3 separate regions of the Mus musculus genome follow, and regions 1 and 2 are each linked to region 3. The links are chromatin contacts, called in public ChIA-PET maps. All regions are on one chromosome and are shown on one strand. The core of a region is the stretch at or near the end of the contact, and the rest is flanking DNA. Distances in the headings are between cores, read along the strand shown.

Region 1 (2,700 bases), core at 36-2,535, 140 kb before region 3:
GTCTGACCTTGCACCTTCTGACCATCTTGCCACTCAGTCTAGTTACCGTCAGCTTGAAACTGCACTGTTTCTAAAGTTTTAATCTCATGATATACTTTTAATTTAAGAGTCACACTGTGTGTGTGTGTGTGTGTGTGTGTGTGTGTGTGTGTGTGTGTTTGCATGTATAGCATGAACACATTAGTGCTGAAACACATCAGCACACATGTGGAGATCAGAGGGACAATACATGAGAGCCTATTCTCTATTTCTGTCATGTTTGTCTTGGGAATTAAACTAGGTCATCAGGTTTAACAGAAAGTTCACTTACCGAGAGTCACCTCGATGACCCCATACTTTTTTTTTAAGATTAAATAATAGCTAACATAGGACTCTGCCCAAAACTAATGCTGTTGCTTTGTTCATATAATCTCATTTGACTCACAACCCTAAATTAAGTAGGTATTTTCAGCCTCCACATTATTTTAAAAGATTTATTTATTATTATAAATAAGTACACTGTAGCTGTCTAGGGTGTCAGAGCTCATTAAAGATGGCTGTGAGCCACCATGTGGTTGCAAGCCACCATGTGGTTGCTAGGATTTGAACTCAGGACCTTCAGAAAAGTGGTCAGTGCTCTTACCCGCTGAGCCATCTCACCAGCCCCAGCCTCCACGTTTTTACAAGGGAGGTTTAGCAACCTGACTAAGGGTCAGTGTCAAGGAAGTGGCATGGTCCATAATGGACCCCAAAGACTCGTGCTTCTCTGTGCCTGGCTATTCCATCTTGTACCACTGGCACCAATGATTGCTAGCTTCTGCAATTTATATGCAATGCCAGAACCGCTTCAGGGGAACCAAGGCCAAATCAAGCACAGAGATGACCCTGGTAGCTGGCCAGTGCCTCAGTAAGTGGAATTGTCTCTGGAACAGCCTGAGTGCGTATCCACATCCAGTATTGTCCTCTCTCCTCAGCTTGGATTGGACATGGAAGAGTTAGAAGAAATTGAAGAAGATGCCGGCCTTGGCAATGGCGGTCTTGGGAGGCTTGCTGGTAAGCGACAGCGGGAGCAGGTTACTTTGTCTGGGTGATCTATGCCCTTTTGGGTGCCATACACAACCGTGCTTAGAAGAGCCAAGTGGCTTTCTTAGAAGAAGGAGAAAGCATGTCCCTACTGTAGACGCATTTGCTCTTGACTTTGCCCTGTGGTCTGATCACAGGCCACATAGAAAAGAGGTGTTGCTCAAAGCCTTTTCAGACATTGCTTAAAACCCCAAAGCTAGCCATTTCCTTCCTGTTCACTTAAGGGTTTCCACAGCCACCCGTTTACATCACTGCTGTTTGTTTATGGCTGGTCGACTCCCATAAGCCCTACTCTTACCTTGCAGGCTTCAGTTTGATATTGTGGTTGACTGGCAGGCAGTGATGTCATTAATATACCTCTTCACATTCAGACAAACTGAGTTCTTGGCTTTACTTGAATAATGGCTTTCCAGCGAACAGAGAAGAAAGTACTTAAAGTATAATACTAGCTCTACATGCTGTGACAAGTCACCCAGCAAGAGCAGTTTAAGGAAGGAAGGCTCTGTTGTTGCTCAGAGTTCCAAGGCACAGTGTGGAAATCATGGTAGCGGGAGCTGGTCATGTGCATCGACAGCCAGGAAGCAGAGGAGAGTAGATGATCAACCAGCTTTCAATGTTTACACAGTTGAGGGCCCCAGACCATGAGGTGGTACCCTCCACATTCAGGGTGATTTTTCCACCTCCATTAACTCAAAGAATCCCACACAGGCATCCCCAGAGATGCGTCTCCTGAGCTCTTCTGGATCCTGTCAAGTTGACCTGATTATTAAACATTCTAACCTATAACCAAGCATCTCCAGTGCTCAGGAGAGTTTCTCCAAAGCAAACACCCAATGCAGCGTGTGCGCAAGACGACAGGAGAAACCACAGGAACGCCATGTCACGGTGCCGTTTCTAAAACCCCATTAAAAGCAGCCTAACCTTAAAGAAGGATGCTGAAATAGACAGACTTGCTGTGTGGATCACCAAGCTCAAAACAAACCCAATAAAACCCATGCAACGCGATGCTATTTATATTCTTAGAAAAGGTGAATTTTCTACGAGTTATGTATATAGGGAGACACAGGGGAGAGTATGGATTGAGTATAATACTAAATTAGAGTTTAATACTAAATTAGAGTTTAAGTGTTAAGTGATCCTGGTGGCTCCTAAAGAGGAGCAGTAGGATTAAAGGGAGCCATCAAAGGGGATGCTTATATATATATATATATATATATATATATATATATATATATATATATATAAGCATTGCTCTCAAGTTACTAGAAAGTCACTTACATCTGTTTCATTTCATCAAAGCCTTTCTACATCGGCGGCTGTGTGCTTTAGTGCCCCTATTAGTAGTAAGGTATGTAAGTTCTTCAGGTAGGCTGTTCGCCATCGTCCCATGACGCGCTCTTCTGAGGATTTCCCAGGCTTCCCTGGGCTATCGAGAGGATGGCAGCATTGGTGGAAAGCCTACCTAAGAACAAGAATTGATCTTCTTTGCTCTTCTGTGAAACCCAGACTCTTCAGTATTGGCTAGCAGTGTTCACTCTGCTCTGGACCTGGCGTTCATGACCTTGCTCCTTTGCTGTTTCTTGGGGAAGGCCAGAAAATAGAGTGGCAGGCGAGGCTGGGTAATTCTCAGATGACCTA
Region 2 (2,700 bases), core at 92-2,591, 180 kb before region 3:
CAGAGGACCCTAGTTCAGTTCTGAGAACCCATTTTAGGCTGCTCACAATGACCTGTAACTCTGGTTTCATGGGGTCCAAATGCCCTTTTCTAGCCTCTGTGGGCATTTTCACATGTTGTATACAACAATACACACAAACACTTTTTAAAAATGGAATAATTTACCTGTACAAATTATTCTACATCATCTAATACTTAATGCTTAAGTTTTCAAATAATAAAAAGTCATGTTAGAATAGAAACACTGTCCCCAGAAGTATAAAACTTATTAATAATAATTGACACATTTTCTCTTGATTATTTTCTTATAGTCAGTTCCCCTGCCGGCTTCATGCCTCTCAACTACTAAATTCTTATGCACTCTGTAGCACATGATATTTGTTCATTAAATGTCAAACAATGAAAAAATAAAAGAGATAAATACAAATAGGGCATAGCACCAGGATCCTTCCTTCTCGATCCCAGGAGTCAGAGAAGAGCTTACGTGGTCCCCAGTAGATCTTTGGTTTGGTAGATCTTAATTGTTTCCTTAGAGCAGAGCCCCCTACCATCAGCTGAGTCTCCAATCTAGAACCCAGTGGGAAGGGAAAGAAGCGCAGGGAAGAATAAGAGGAAACTATCAGTCCTGACAGCGGATGGACAGTTCGAGGGACACATTTGCGTTGGAATGCAGTTCTCATCCTGGACTTACCAATCTGAGTAGGACTAAGGAGATGACTCAGTCAGTAAAGTGCTTACCCTATAAGTACCTGATTCGATCCTGAACCCAAGTTTAAAGAGGAAAGGGGAAAAAAAAAAAAGCTTGGTGACAGTGCATGAAATACCAGCACTGGGGAGAGAGGCAGGACAAGTAGAACTCTCTCGGGCTGGCTAGAGTAGCCTAATGGACAGCAAACTCCAAGTGAATGAAAGACCTTGTTTCAAAAATGCAAGGTCAATAGTGCCTGGGTGCCTGAGGAATATCTGTAGTTGTCCTCCGGCCTGTGCACATGCACACACAGAAACACACACATACACTGCCTCCCCCAAGTGAGTGCAATCTCCGCCTGCCACCATGTGGACAGCTTTCTGCAGGTCTTTCCCACTAAACTGCTCTTATTCCATCAAGTTCAGCCAGGCAGGACAACAGGTGCCCATGATGAGGCAGTAGCAATGTCCTAGGATGCCCCCTGTCTTTCTCTAGTGGTTGTCCGATAAAGATGGCAATCATTACCACAAACGTTAGCTTCCTATCCTGTGTCCCAGAAATCACAACCAAGAGCCTCACTCTTCCTTGTCTTGTCGATAGTTAACAGCCGAGGAGCCTTCTCTGATGGCCAATGGTTGAGATCAATCGTTGTGTCTGAGAGAGAAGGTGAGGAAGTGGGCTCTGCTTCCTTCCTGCACTCCACAGTATAAACACAGAATGCACACTGCGGTCGTTGTATTTGTGTTCGATGTGAATTAAAGATGCTTTGGCTAAGCCAGGAGATGATAATACTGTTCTCAGTCTCAACATGAACTTGTCCAGAGGAGCAGGACCAGAAAGACGATCCATATGCTAAAATGTGGTTATGAATATCTATCTAGCTCAGAGTTGGAACAATTTAATGGGGTTTGATGACTGACATCAAATGCTTGCAAGACTAGTGGTCTGTTTCAGTTGGCCCTCGGTAGTACCTGGTGAGAGGAACCCAAAATAAGTTATACCCACGCCATAAAATCAATAACTCCAAACACAAGGTGCTGGCTGGAGACTGGTCCTCCAGGGGACTTCAGAGGGAGCTTGATGGCTCCGCCTCAGACATTTCTAAGTATCTAAGCACCAAGACTACTACAGTGTAAAATCATGATTAAACAGTCTAAATGTCCTGTAGACGACTGACCAAACACACCGAGGGCCCCTGGGAGAGTCCTGGAGGGAGGATCGCCTGTTAGTCTGATTGGAATTGGGTGGAAATTGTCTTTTCTCCCTCCCCTAATTTGTTTGGAAAGTTCTCATAGCAAGGTAGGCTTGATTTTGTATGGTTTGTTTTGCTTCATTTTGCTTGGGAAGAAATGGGGTGAGATCCCATCGGGTTGGGCATGAAAGGTCACAGGTCAGACACAGAGATGGAAGAGTAGAGGGCGAGTTCAAGAGTTAAAAAAAAATGGTGTATGGGTAGGCAATCAATCAATCCACATAAAACTAGGGGGGAAAAAACCTGTATCACTGCCCAATTACTAATCCCAGGAATATTCATGGCTATACTCAGCCTCACCTAAAAATAGAAAGGGCGAGTGCTCCTCAGATAGGTTTTGATCTGATCCTCAAATTATGGGTATAGAGCTCATCCTTCCATGGGTGTTCAGATCACTGTTTGGAGATTCTATGCATCCCAAACATCACCTTTCCTTAATGTTTAAGGCATGATGTAACTGCTATGCAATGCCTTGATTGTCCCATCTGGTGAGAGAGACCTTTTGAAGCAAACTCTTGTGAATTGAAAATAGTTTTCTGACATAAATACAGTGGCAAATGTCTTCTCAAACTCAAAAGAGCTTGTGTCTGCTGACGCTCTGTGGTTATGTTTCAAGTCTTTTCATTAAGCTAAGAGGTTAGTTTCCTTTTAAGTAAGTAATGTGGGGGGCCAATGAGACAGCTCAGCTGATATAGGGTCCTCCCACCAACTGTAACAATCTGAGTTCAGTCCCTAGAATTGGCAGGATAGTCCCTAATATC
Region 3 (2,879 bases), core at 363-2,862:
TTTCTGGCTCATTTGCCAAGATCCCATTTATAGAACATGATCAAGAATGCCTTGCTGAGCAAACTCTAAATAATTTCTTGCAAATCTCAGCTCAGATTGGAGCTGTAAATATTCCAGACATGAATATGAGCTGGAAAAGAGACAACGCACCTCCGCTTTCTGGACGAGTCTGCAGACTGCAGGCTGACTGTGTGTGTGTGTGTGTGTGTGTGTGTGTGTGTGTGTGTGTGTGCGTGCGCGCGCGCGTGCACATGTGTTTGTGCATGCGTTTGTGTGAGTATGTGTATTCATGGTTGCCTAGCATCCCTGTTACTAAAATCTATAGGAGACTTGCTCCCAAGGATGTCCTTAGCAATCAAACATCTGTCCTCAACAGCCTGCAGACCTAAAGAAAACAAGGACAACCCAGGTGTGGGGAAGATTCCCCACAGGAAATAGAACTGCCAGTAAATACTGAGAAGTAAAGGGGGAAACACATTCATTCTCTCTCTCTCCCTCTCCATCTCTTTTTCTCTCCCTCTCTCCCCCTCAATACCTTTACCTCTCAAAAAAGAAAAGAAAAATCAAATGGTAATCTGTTCCCTAGAAACCATGGTTCAGTGGCAGAAATATAAGGAAAAGAAAAGTAACTAGAAGAGAGACAGAGAGCTTACAAAATGGAGTAAGAATAATAGGGGTGGCATGTGGCCACTAAATATGGAGAAGGCGAGTGTGGCCCGGGGCCTCCTGGTGTCCCAGGCAGGTTAGCCTAGGGCAGGGATGCTGGCTACCCCATGCTCAGGTCAGTGGTTCCTTCCTTTCTTGGTCCCTTTGCAACATTCATACTGGGACCTTTGCCTCGGAAAACACACAACTTACATGCAAAGCCACATTACACAGACAGTTTTAGGAGGGCAAGGATCTACATATGTTATGTCATTGAATATTCATAGCACCGTGTTTTTCCTTGTTGTTGGAGAGGGTGTCCTGTTATGATGTAAAATCTGTTTCGTCGTGAATCTGGGCGATATGAAATTTAATTGGGATATACATCTTAAAAAGGAGTCAGAACGCTTTAGGAGGTAAGCCTAATTATTCAAAGACCCTTTTTAAGTCTAGTTTCTTATCTCTTGAACTGGTCTCAAGATATTATTACGTGGTGCCAAGAAACGCAATAATTGTTTATTTTTGACACAATAGTATCTACTTACACTCCAGGGATAGATACCCAGAGAGCCTCTGAGCAGAGTCAGCCCGTCCTGGCGATGTATTTCTTGTCCCCTGTTAGCTCAGTTACCGACTTGCTGGGTAGCTTCTTTACTCTACTGGGGTTACTATGTTTAAAAATGAGCCTTTGGCTTTGTGTATAAGCAAACATGAGGTGAAGCCTGAGGCAGGAGAAACCTTGCTGATGGTAAAGGATGTTACAGAGAGATCACCTCACTCTCAGTGTGCTGCAGCTTCCTGCAGATGCACCAGAAACCTCAGACAGGACCTTTGAACACCACAGTCAGAATCTGCCCTGTCCACCACCCTCTAAAAGAGCTGTAGGCAGAGGCCTGGCTGGGCAGGGTCCTGTCTCTGGTGTCTGCTCCCAGAGACTCTCCCCACTATCATAGTCTGCTGCATCCCACACCAAAGCACCCACAGGGCTACCAGATGACACGCCTTTGCCTTGCCTCTTGAGATTGTGTCACAGCTACTTCCTGCCCCCAAAATAAGCTGAGTCGGTCCTGCCATTTTTGGTTTTTAGTACTGTAGCTGAACCCAAAGCTAAAAGTGATCTTCCACTCAGTCCCCAATCCTGTCACTTTTCAAAGCAGCTCTCTCTTCAGGTTTTGGATGTTCCTGGGCAGCTGCGACCCTGCCCAAGGTCTCGCTCTCACCAGCAGCCTTCCCCTGGGCGGGCGGACGGTCCTGTGGTGTGGTTTTATGAGCATATCAGTCTTATGTCTACATAGTAGCTCTAGCCTCAGCTACCTGTCCAAGAGGCTTGTCCTGGAGTCATCACCCTTTCTATAGACTGATTCATGCCTCTGAGGGGTGAGGAGGCGAGGGTACCCTCCTATTCTTCTCCCTGCCTGACTAGGGAGTCTGAATCTCAAATCTGTACTCTGGTGCATTCATTCCTGTCTCCTCTCTTTCTTTTCTTTTCTTTTCTTTTCTTTTCTTTTCTTTTCTTTTCTTTTCTTTTCTTTTCTTTTCTTTTCTTTTCTTTCTCTCTCTCTCTCTCTCTCTCTCTCTTTCTTTCTTTCTTTCTTTTTAAGATTTATTTATGTATTTCATGTATGTGAGTACATTGTAACATCAGATCCCATTACAGATGGTTGTGAGGCACCATGTGGTTGCTGGGAATTGAACTCAGGTCCTCTGGAAGAGCAGTCAGTGCTCTTAACTGCTGAGCCATCTCTCCAGCCCCTCTGTCTCCTTTCTTCTCACCTGAGAATCTGATCTTCCATGTCTTTGGAGGTGTTGAGAATCTTCTCTGGGGTCATACTCCATCATGGAGTGATATCAAAGGAGAAGTCATGGAGGAGGGAGCATGGAGCCTTCTTAGGTTTGCAAGATAGGGACACTTTGCCAGCGTTGTAGGTCCGCTCTTTCTCCTGTTTTCAACAGGTCTGACTTTCCCTTCCCCAAAGTGGTTTCAGAGTTTCTCGATGGAGACAATAAAAAAATCAAAACCTGTTATCAGGAGTTGAACGAGGGTGGTCTGGCTGTGTTCCCTAATGGGAAACTAATTTTAGCTCCAGGTTGCGTCAAATCCTGGTTTTACTGAGGTCCCGTGGAGGCATGGGTTACAGGCAGTATGGAACCGTGTCGCGCTCACCTATCAAAGCTGCCCCCGTTAGGATCTCAGCCTCTCAGGACAAAATGAGCAAACTGTAACTGGAAAGATA

The links. ChIA-PET counts read pairs in DNA pulled down with a chosen protein or histone mark.
Region 1: a contact with region 3 is called in an RNA polymerase II ChIA-PET map of memory CD8 T cells, with 63 read pairs. The contact joins two enhancer-like sites. A contact is called at or near these places in 2 of 39 promoter capture datasets (embryonic stem cells and stem cell-derived epiblast-like cells), 8 of 484 Hi-C or Micro-C datasets (the AML12 cell line, adipose-derived mesenchymal stem cells, cortical neurons and 5 more), 4 of 115 datasets of contacts at active chromatin or transcription factors (effector CD8 T cells, embryonic stem cells, memory CD8 T cells and 1 more) and 3 of 9 other capture datasets (adipose tissue, embryonic stem cells and liver).
Region 2: an RNA polymerase II ChIA-PET map of memory CD8 T cells shows a contact between it and region 3, with 15 read pairs. The contact joins two enhancer-like sites. A contact is called at or near these places in 2 of 484 Hi-C or Micro-C datasets (both in embryonic stem cells), 2 of 115 datasets of contacts at active chromatin or transcription factors (embryonic stem cells and memory CD8 T cells) and 1 of 9 other capture datasets (adipose tissue).

What each region holds. Positions count from the first base shown.
Region 1 is chr12:70,217,921-70,220,620 of GRCm38.p6, reverse strand. It overlaps Pygl (liver glycogen phosphorylase), which reads left to right. Exons shown (of 20, transcript NM_133198.2): 3 at 954-1,032. Among named protein-coding and RNA genes, the nearest start is that of Pygl, 8.4 kb to the left of the region's middle. Within about 2 kb of position 1,285, at least 73 of the 459 cell types and tissues checked have an H3K27ac peak or open chromatin away from gene starts, as enhancers often do. A contact at or near this core is called in effector CD8 T cells and memory CD8 T cells, where this site is marked.
Region 2 is chr12:70,256,657-70,259,356 of GRCm38.p6, reverse strand. All of the region lies in intron 8 of Trim9 (tripartite motif-containing 9), which reads left to right. Among named protein-coding and RNA genes, the nearest start is that of Gm38467, 26 kb to the right of the region's middle. Within about 2 kb of position 1,341, at least 11 of the 459 cell types and tissues checked have an H3K27ac peak or open chromatin away from gene starts, as enhancers often do. A contact at or near this core is called in memory CD8 T cells, where this site is marked.
Region 3 is chr12:70,073,939-70,076,817 of GRCm38.p6, reverse strand. The region is part of intron 3 of Nin (ninein); the gene reads left to right. Among named protein-coding and RNA genes, the nearest start is that of Nin, 27 kb to the left of the region's middle. Within about 2 kb of position 1,612, at least 44 of the 459 cell types and tissues checked have an H3K27ac peak or open chromatin away from gene starts, as enhancers often do. A contact at or near this core is called in effector CD8 T cells and memory CD8 T cells, where this site is marked.